2 separate regions of the Mus musculus genome follow, and region 1 is linked to region 2. A link is a contact called in public ChIA-PET data. All regions are on one chromosome and are shown on one strand. The core of a region is the stretch at or near the end of the contact, and the rest is flanking DNA. Distances in the headings are between cores, read along the strand shown. Region 1 overlaps Serpinb5 (serine (or cysteine) peptidase inhibitor, clade B, member 5). Region 2 has its middle 9.0 kb from the start of Gm41928.

Region 1 (5,382 bases), core at 1,804-4,303, 350 kb before region 2:
CAGTAATACTCAGTTCACTTTAAAATCACATATTTCAATTACTATTTTGGTTAAGCCATACAAAATAATTATTTTTATATCAAAAAATAATTGTAGCATCTATGTGTGATTCTATTTAATATTTAGTTTTATTTAATAATAAGTGTATAACTTTGTCCTCAGAAAAGATACAATGAATTCCTAATTCCTAACACCTATGAATGTTACATTGTTTGCAAGTATGGGCTCTGCATTTTTAATTAGTTAAAATGGGGTCATATTGAAGTTAGGTAGGGACTAATCCAATGTGATAAGTGTCTTTCTAAAAACAGAAAAGAAAATACAGAGACACGTACAAAAAGAAAAGAAAGATAACCTGTACACATACAAAGAGAGGAAACCGTCACATACCTCGGACAGGATGTGCACCCCAAGGTCAGAGAGACAGTTTCACGACTCAAGGTCAAAGGCTTCCTTAGATAGGACCCACTGGTGTGTTAGAGACAAGTGCATGGACAGGATTGCAATTTGTACCTTAGACCTTAACAGAAATTCCAAATGCAGACAGGAGAATAAAGTCAAAAACTGGGTTACTAATCTTCACATTGGAGTTCCGAATTCTCTGTAAAGGGCTGTATACAGAATAAACTAAAATAGATCATAATATTCCTCAGAATCTGAAAAGTGTGTTTATTAGCAAAAGGAAGACAGAGCTGAGTGCACTGGTGACCACCAGCCATGCTCGCTGACCTCCTCCTGCTTATGTCCCTTAGGCTAGTGTGCCTACTGCAACAGATTTATCACAAGGTACCCAAAAGTTAGGTTGGGCATTTATACGTTCTTTAAGGTCGAGTTTTAATCCTTCTCTTTGACAGGGTTGGGATAAGAGACAACATCATCACCCCAGCCTAGGGGCTGACTCATGTTAAGTACCTAGAAATCAGCAGAGTCGCCTGCTGTGGATGTCTGTGGACGGTTCTGTGTTGTGGATTTGGTTTAATGCTTACATTATACGTTTCCAAAGTACACAGGAATTTGCATGTCTACATGTAAGATGCTCTGGGTCCCTGCCCCCAGCTGACTCTAATTGGTAAATAAAGTTGTAGGTGGCCAATGGCCAGACAGGAAGACAAAGGTGGGACTTGAGGTTCCCAGGAAGGGAAGCAGGAGAGAAAGGAAGGAGAATATCCATGGCACACAGAGAGACTGCCAACATGTAAGAGTTGGGAATCGTGGCCCTGGAGGGTTGGAGGCCTGGGTCCAGGGTAGCCAGGATGTGATATAGAATTTAGTAAGAAATAATTCAAAAATATTGGAGGTGTGAGTGTGTTAGCCACAGGAAGGTTTGGAAGTGCCCAACCATTGTGCTGTTTAAGGCATATTAAGCATAAGGCTGTGTGTGTGTGTGTGTGTGTGTGTGTGTCTTTCAGTAGAGAATCAAGACCATTGGGGCAGATAGCAAGGAAGTCGAGTTACAGCAGACAATGGGAAAATTTGTGCAAATTAGAATACTCTTACAACAGTTTTGACTTCATTTCTTTTTTTTTTAAGATTTATTTATTATTATATCTAAGTATACTGTAGCTGTCTTCAGACACACCAGACAGAAGAGGGTGTCAGATCTTATTAAGGATGGTTGTGAGCCACCATGTGGTTGCTGGGATTTGAACTCATGACCTTTGGAAGAGTAGTCAGTGCTTTTACCTGCTGAGCCATCTCTCCAGCCCCAACAGTTTTGAGCATCTGCTTACCACAAGGGAAGCTATGAGAGACTTTTCATCCCAGGTCCAAGAAATATACACGAGAGACGTTCAGAGCAAGAGCTGGGGCTTCCTGTAGCAGCATTTGTAACACTGACAGTTCTTGGTTCACCACAAGCACAAGTCAGCATGAGTGTGAATTGGTATGAAGTGAATAGAGAAACCTAAACTCTGTTTCCTGCAAATTTGTCAATACTACATCCAGGAAGCATGCCCAAACCTAAGGAAATGTCCACTCTGCCGTTCATTAGTTACAGCATGTGCAGAGATACACTTAGCCTAAATGACTGCGCATAAAGACTCATTCAGCTTTTAATAAGGCTAATTACCAAGTATCTCAGTGCTGCACTCCAACATGAGGCTTGGATCCACATTTTGCTTGGAAACTATAAACGGATGCACATTTGACAGTTCCTATCTGCCAGATCTTCCCTTCAACAGAGAACCTTCTTCTGCCTGGCAACTTCAGCACTTGAAGTCCAAACCTGTTTATCTGCCTGACAAGTGGCTCCTTTATCAGAAAATCCTTCTTGGCTATGGAGAACGGTAGCAGCTCTTAATATCTGAGGTCCCTTCTACAGCACAATTGCCTGATAGAGCTCAAAGGTGTCAAAGGTAACATCTGTACATATGTGGAGTCAGAGTCTCCGACGAAATAAGAAAGGGAAAGCAAGCCGAGAACTGCCACCATCCCACTCTGTTTCCTGACTGTGGATCCAGAGCTACCAGTCGCCCAGTCCCTGGTCCCTGCTGTTGTTCCTTCCCTGTCAAAAGGGGCTGTGTCTCCTCCAACTCAAAGACAAAGGAAACACATCCTTCCTTAAATTGTTTGTCTCTGGCATTTTGTCACAACAACTAGACAAATGGCAAGCAGTCCTGAGTTCAATTCCCAGCACCCACATGGTGGCTCACAGCCATCTGTAATGGGATATAATTCCCTTTTCTGGTGTATATGAAGACAGAACACTCATATACATTAAATAAATAAATAAATAAATAAATAAATAAATAAATAAATAAGAAATCAACCATAATGTCACATGGAAAATCACATTAGTGGCTCTGTGATTTGTTCCAATTATCCCGAAAGCACTGAAAAGCTGCTGTCATCCAAAGTAGTTTGAGAGAGGCCTTGGACACAGTTAACTGGCACCGCCACTCCCCCACCCCCGTTCTGTAAGACAAAGAACTTACAGAAAGCTTCAACATACTGGCAGGAATGCCCAGAAAAAGGTAAGAACTTCCTCCACAGGCCATTTTGCAGAAACAAATTCTATTTTAAAACTGTCAAATGCCACATCAGAGATGAGTGGGCCCCACGCAGGAGGCTTCTGTTGTCAGCTCAGCTTCAAAATGCAAACGTCAGTCACATTTGTCACCTGCTCATGGGGTTGTCTTCTTTCACTTTCATGAAAATCCAAGACGTTTTCGTAAAGATATTATTCTAGTTTACTCCAACAGAAAAACTGCACCATTCAAAACCACTTAGGAGTTTTAAAGTAACCTTTATCTTATTAGAGAGAAAGTCAGTAACTCCTCAAGTAGTAACACGAAGTCAGTTTGCAAGAATCCGTAGTTCTTTGACTAGGGGATGACCCACTAGTTGTTTATACAGGACTAACCTGGTCAGCCCTGAAACGGTAAGCATACAAGCAACACGAAGTAGACTCAGTAGGCTGTATTTATATGTGTATGTGTTTATAAATCTATGTGAAAATAAGAAGAGAAAAAAGAGGCTGTGAATTTGAGAAATAGTAGTAGGGGGATAGGAAGGGTTGGGCAGAAGAAAGGGAGGGGGAAATTATGTGATTACATTTTAATTAACTTTTAAAAATTCTTAAGAAAAATGAGAATTAGAAGTCAAGAGAGGTATTCCTGCCATTCTTTGCTGAGGTATTGTATAATCAACGTTTAAAGTAGGACAAGATCTTGCAGTAGGATCTAGTCTGGCCCCACCTCTTCATTTTGCAAATGAGTGAAATGGAGGGTGATGCCGTGATTCTCCCAGGCCACCCACGCAGGAGTGAGAGTGGCAAAGCCAAACCTGGAATTCATTTCTCCTGGCTCCCAGCCCGGGCTCCCCACACCTCCTCACCTTCTTTCTTCATAATTGGACTTTGGCCAGCATTTGATATTTCTGTAGCCTCTCAAGTTCCCAAACTCCCATATCCTAAATGATCTCCTTCAAAGATCCCAAGATACCGTCTGTGTTGGGGAGGAATATTGCTTTTGTTTGGATTTTGCGGTGTTTGTTTAGTTGGTTGGTTTTAATGACACAGGACTTTTCCCTTAGGGTTTTCCTACCTGAAGGAGCTCTGGTTCTCCTTTCTGCCTCTGGTATTTCAATTCTTTCATTAGTTCTATAAGGCGTGGACACCTAACTCAAGCCAGGCAGAAGTAGGCATTAGGAATCCCAAGGCGAGGGCTGGAGAGATGGCTCAGTGACTAAAAGCCCTGGCTGATCTTCCAGAGGAACCGGGTTTGACTCCCAACACCCACATAATGGTTCACGACCATCTGTAACTCCAGCCTGAGAGGATTTAATGGCCTCTGTAGACACTGTGTGCATGTGGTGCACAGACATACATGCGGGCAAAACACCCATACATATAAAATAAACATAAATCAAAACAATTGGAAAAAATAAAATCCAAGACGCACACATAGTAACTTCTGTCTCCACCAAGCTATCAGCTAGTGGCCTAAGAGTGTATACTAGAGTGTATTAGTTACCACGGGGATTCTCGTCAACACCACAGCCCTAGAGGAAATCTCAGGGAATTTTCTGGGAAGCACTGACATCCAAGTGAGTCATATGAAAGGATAAGGTCTTAGTCTGACAAATATGGGGGGCAAGGAGAGAATACAAACAAATGTGTGGGTGTAAGGATAAGGTTTAGAATATAGTAAGGAATTATGCTGGCCTATCAACATAGTGATAGTAGATTCTTCACTAAGGTCCATGGCTTCACTAGCTCTGGAGAACTGGGTAGGTTTCTAGGACCAGATGTGACTTCCTTCCTGTTGAGTGGACCCTAGGTGCAATTAGACAGCTGCTGGTTACCACTAACGTGTGAGCACCACTGCACATTTTGCACACCCTGCCATGCTGGTAATTGTCATGGTTCATAAGTGTTGCAGCTGAGCAAAACTGACTAACAGCATCCCTCCCTTGGCAGGTCACATAGTGTTTTCTGGAAGCATGGGCGTGACTGTAGAAGTTTGCATTGGTTCCTCCCAGCCCCATGTTCCCAGAAATAAGAAATATATCAAAATATATTTACAAATACCTTAGCCATATAGCTGGGCTTTTCTCTTATTATATCATAACTAAAATAATCTATTTATTTTAATCTACATTTTTTTCTATGTGGCTGGATACCTGTGCTCAGGTACCTTGTGTCCCTCTTGTCACATCTTCCCAGTGAATCTCCTGTGCCTGGCTCTATCAAGTGACTTAACTTCTGTTAAGATAGGTAGATGATTCATTCATCAATAAATTAGATAGATAGATAGATAGATAGATAGATAGATAGATAGATAGATAGATAGATAGATGTGTATATATACACTTAACTATTGTATGTAATTTTAAGTTAACATAAAATAATATAATTCATCGAGGCATATTAAATAACTTTGT
Region 2 (4,947 bases), core at 130-2,629:
CTTCCAAACTATTGATTGGTTTTCTTCCCGGAACATTCAGAAGATGGCAGTGCTTGCTCGAATGCATTTAACAATTGCAAAGGGGCTGAACAACTGCTCAGTGGTAGAGCTTTTGCCTAACATGGACAAGGCCATGAGTTTCATTCCTAGCACCCGCCTCCTTCAAATCATAGGATTAAGAATTCTTCAAAGGTCTATTTTTCATGATGACTTCTTTGACAACTTTTTAATTGACTTATTTATTTAAAAATTGTAAATTGTCTGTGTGTGTGTGTGTGTGTGTGTGTGTGTGTGTGTGTGAGAGAGAGAGAGAGAGAAAGAGAGAGAGAGAGAGAGAGAGAGTATAAAGGTATTTGTAGATGTATGCAGATGTCTACTGAGGCTAGAAGAGGGTGTCTGGTCTCATGTCTGTGGACTTGAGCTGGCTGTGAGGCCACCTGACATGGGTACTGGGAAGCTAACCTGAATCCTCTGGAAAAGCCACTGAGCCACCTCTTTAGCCCAGAATGACCTCCTGAGTGTTGCATCTTGTCATCTCCTGCCTCTCCTCTTCTGCTTTCTGTCTCCCCATCCTCCTCTTTTTCTTCCACTTCAAGTGTTAAATTCCTTCAAATTATTTATTCTGATTTCTATTTTGATTTTTAAAGGTACACTTTTGATAGATGGCTCATTTTACCTTTGAACTCATGATCCTCCCGTCCTCACCTCCTCATTGCCAGGACGTCCAGGTGTGTGCCACCCTACCCGGCCTTAAAATGTTTATTTGTATTGGTGTCCTTGATCACCTAACACCTTAAGCATGACTTCTGTGCTGTTTGCTAAACTAGTAACTGCCCTTCTGCTGGCTTTTAATAGACAGTGTCCAGCTATGAGATGCATCGTTTGGTCACCTAACTCCTCAGTTCAATGATAACTCACAGACCTGGGCCAAACTGATTGTCTTTGAGTGAACTTGACTGAGGTTCCAGCTTAGCTTCTGCCTCTATCAGTCTGGCCCCTGAACTAACTCCCCCCACCCCCATCTGTAAAGTGAAGAGATGCTCTCTTTGTGTCCTTACCAACTATGGGAGGCTACATTCTTGGCTTCAGGCCTTGAACCAGATGAGTGTAGCTCCTTCGTGAGTGCACCACTGACCTTCCTGCCTCAGGCTTAACTTTCCTTTAGGGGAAAGCTATGGTTAAGTTGGTGACCGCAGGCTGAGTGTCAGCCTCATCTGCAGATGGGGGACTTGGGGAGGGAAAGCTTACCTGATGGGTGACCACTAGATGATTTTCACTTCTGCGAAACAGATCTCTGCTGTTTCTTGGCCCAGAAGCCTGCCACATCTTAGAGTCACCGGTGTCATGAGCCGGTTGTGGAAAGTGGAAATGGGCAGGATGTGGTTTGAACTGACAAAACTGGAGCAAATCACTCATCTCTGGGGTTGGCATGGATACTGAGGGTGGGGGAGGCTGTGCAGGGATACTGACGGGGGGGGGAGGGGAGGTCTGTGCAGGGATACGGAGGGGGTGGCTATGCAGGAATACCAAGAGGTGAGAGAGGCTGTGCTTACTGTACAGCCAGCCAGCATTATAAGTCTAGGGCAGCCCAGCCACTCTGAACATACTGGGCTTGGAAGCTGGGCAGCGTTGAGCCTAACTAGTACTTAGATGGAAGGAAGTAACAAAGTAGGCTTCAGAGTCATAAGATTCTCAATATGTGACCTAAATCCCTGGCATGCTTCTTCTGTACTACCAACAGAACCCTAAACTCAGAAAGAACGTGGCCCTTGACAGCCAGGATCCATGTTGCCTTCATAATACTTCCCATAGCCTTGACTTGGACCTGTGTGTGTCCCAGGGTCATTTGAGGACCTTACCATATGTCTCCACAGTATGGCCTCTGGTTGGACTGTGGAGACAATCAACAAATAACAGGTAAATGAATAGTTAGTTCTAAGCAATGTAAACACCCCAAAAGTCTACTAGTGTGCATGTTGGTTTTTGTCAATCCGACATTAATCTAGACATCATTAGAAAGAAGGAACCGTGGGTGAGAAGATGCTTTCATCACCTTGGCCTGGAGGCAAGCCTGTGAGCCATTTTCCTAATTAATGATTGATGTGGGAGAGCCCAGCCTCGTAGGGGCAGTGTCACCCCTGTGCAGGTGGGTGTGAAACATAAGAGAGAGTGAGCCGAGCAAGCCATGGGAAACAAGCCAGTAAGCAATGTTCCTTCATGGCCTCTGCTTCGGTTCCTGATTCTAGGTTCTTACCTTGAGCTCCTGTGCCGAGTTCTCTTCATGATGGACCATCAGCCGGTTTCCTCCGAAAACTGCTTTTATTTGTGGTGTTTATCCCAGCAATAGAAACATAATTAAGAGAAGTAGGTTTAACAAAAATTCAAGTACTGAATTATCTGGGCTACCATGGGGTTTCAGGGGGATGGGAAGGTTCTGTCCTGCCTTCTTAAGCCTATTGGATGAAGAGCTTTCTGCCTGCCTTTCCTGGAGGGAGGAAGGCTGCTGTGACTTCAGGGCTTACATAACTAACTGCTGACTGACAGTGGTCCTCACTTCTGAGACCCACAGAAATGCCTGGGTGCATCATTTTACATCCCAGCCCCATTGTTGCTCTACCAGGATTGTCTTTGTTGTGCTTGTCATTGTCTGATGTCTTTGTTGAGAAGAATAGCTCAGACAAAGAACCATCACAGTGCCTCGCTGACTGGCTGGGTTTGCTGCATCTTGGGGAGGCTCCCTTCTGACAGACGTAGGAGAAGCCACACATTCTCAGGTCTAAAATCAAGGCAATGGTACAAAACACCTCATCATGGGTGGTCATGGGACTGACAGCATCACGAAACTGTTCTCACAGAGCTGGGTGTGGAGTAAGTACCAAAGAGAGAGCAGCTCATTTTTTAGGTTCTTTCAGCGGCATAATAGTCTTTAAATCATGCAATCTTATTCTGTTTTTTTTTTTTTTTTTTTTTTTTTTTTTCCTGGCATAAACACGATCCAGCACAGCCAACGTTGTTTAATGTTTGCCTGGCTTCCTTCCCTCTGTTTTCTGTCTCTGGGGAGGACAGGAGAGGAAGGACATTCCAATTTCACAAACACTACCTCTGAGTGCCTCAGATTAATGTACAACGCTGAGCTGAGATGACTTTTTATTTTTAGCATGCATGAGTATTTAATGCATGATAATGTTTATGCCACACATCAGTGGGGAATGGAAAGACCACTCACAAAATGGAACTGGGATTAACTAGCTAATTATTTAGGAAAATGTGAGCGTACTTTGAGAAAAAAAGACATCACAGATGGGTCAGAAAGTACTGTTAAACCTATATACTTCGGAATGGGGACCTGTTTATGGGTGTGGCCCTGGGATGTCAAAGGATGTCATTTCTGTGAGTCTCGGAAGTGAGGACCACTGTCAGTCAGCAGTTAGTTATGTAAGTCCACTTAGTCACAGCGGGCTTCCTCCCTCCAGGAAAGGCAGGCAGAAAAGCTCTTTATCCAATAGGTATAAGAAAGCAGGACAGACCCTCCCCCTCCTCCCAAAGCCTATGGTAGCACAGAATTCAGTACTTGATTTTTTTTTGTGTGTGTGTGTGAACCAGGCTATCCAACCATGTAATAGAAAGCATGGGGCTTTAGCCACATAAAATAAAACTGCATGAAAATCACAAGTAAATTAAATCAAAGGGTAAATGTAAAACTGGTTTAACAGCATTCCACTGGGTTCTTTGTTGTTTTGTTCACTTTACAGAGCTCTTTGTATAGGAAGGAATTATCCCTTTGGCTCTAATGTGTATCATATACCACATCTCTACTTGTTTGTAGTATTATTTTTTTTCTCATAGAAACTTTGAAGCTTTTTGCAGTTAAATTCCTAAATCTAACCAATTAATTATAAGATGGCTTCCTTGTACATATACCTCCATAGTCACCTTTAGTGTCACCTGAGACCCAAACCTTGTTAGAAGTAATGCAAGCTACACTGCGGAACTGTGAGCTCTTCTTACAGTCTTCCTTGGGTGGGATTATGCAGAATTTTAAATCTATGTTCTGCCTTAAAGAAGGGAGAAAGCGCTAATAAGTATTTTATGTTAGAATTTAGACAAAACATTGTTAGTCTTAGAGGCCTATCTGCTTCTCAACTCATGTGTTTATTTATTTATTTTTGTCCCAAATACCAAGTAAATGCCTGACATTCCCTGAAGGCTGTCAGAGTCAGAGCCAGGCCATCGCACCCAGAAGTGGCTGGCTCCCATAGATGGAATCCCTGAGTGTTCAGAGATGTCACCCTTTGGTGTGTTCTTTCTTGGTGGTTGCCATTATGGCTAGCAAAGCTAGGCAGGTGGAAGTCCCTCACCCCCCGGAAAACAGTATGATAGGTAAGGCCAGGCCTGGAGGCACAGATCTGTATCCCAACTGCTTAAGAGGCTAAGACAGGCAGATGACAAGTTCAAGGCTAGCCTGCACAACAGAGTTCAATGCCAGGTTGGATAATTAGTGCAACAAGATCTCATTTTTTTTTTTAAAACAAGACAGGGTTTCTCTGTGTAGCCCTGGCTGTCCTGTAACTCACTTTGTAGTGTAGACCAGGTTGACCAGGTTGTAGACCAGGTTGGCCTCGAACTCAGAAATCCTCCTGCCTCTGCCTCCCAAGTGCTGGGATTAAAGGCATGTGCCACCACCACCCGGCTCAAATTTTTAAAAAGTAAAACAGGGGTCTGGGGATGAGGTTCAGTGGCAGCATACATGCTAAGTCTGCTGAAGTACCTGGGTTCAATTCCCAGTAGGAAGATACATAAATACATAAGTATATCAATAAGTAAATGTAACTGAATGCAATTTAAAAATCCAAACAAGCAAACCCAAAACAAAACTAAGATAGATTAACCCAGAATGCAGCACCCCTAATAACCATTCACTGTGTCTGGATCACATGATTAGCTGCT

What was found. ChIA-PET counts read pairs in DNA pulled down with a chosen protein or histone mark.
Region 1: a contact with region 2 is called in an RNA polymerase II ChIA-PET map of memory CD8 T cells, with 62 read pairs. The contact joins two enhancer-like sites. A contact is called at or near these places in 10 of 39 promoter capture datasets (the C10 cell line, the HPC-7 cell line, embryonic stem cells and 3 more), 1 of 15 datasets of contacts at CTCF or cohesin (the NIH/3T3 cell line), 2 of 484 Hi-C or Micro-C datasets (Th1 cells and pre-B cells), 2 of 115 datasets of contacts at active chromatin or transcription factors (CD8 T cells and memory CD8 T cells) and 4 of 9 other capture datasets (adipose tissue, embryonic stem cells, liver and 1 more).

Annotation. Positions count from the first base shown.
Region 1 is chr1:106,864,617-106,869,998 of GRCm38.p6, reverse strand. All of the region lies in intron 1 of Serpinb5 (serine (or cysteine) peptidase inhibitor, clade B, member 5), which reads right to left. Among named protein-coding and RNA genes, the nearest start is that of Serpinb5, 6.1 kb to the right of the region's middle. Within about 2 kb of position 3,053, at least 36 of the 459 cell types and tissues checked have an H3K27ac peak or open chromatin away from gene starts, as enhancers often do. A contact at or near this core is called in CD8 T cells and memory CD8 T cells, where this site is marked.
Region 2 is chr1:106,512,188-106,517,134 of GRCm38.p6, reverse strand. No RefSeq gene overlaps it. Among named protein-coding and RNA genes, the nearest start is that of Gm41928, 9.0 kb to the left of the region's middle. Within about 2 kb of position 1,379, at least 85 of the 459 cell types and tissues checked have an H3K27ac peak or open chromatin away from gene starts, as enhancers often do. A contact at or near this core is called in CD8 T cells and memory CD8 T cells, where this site is marked.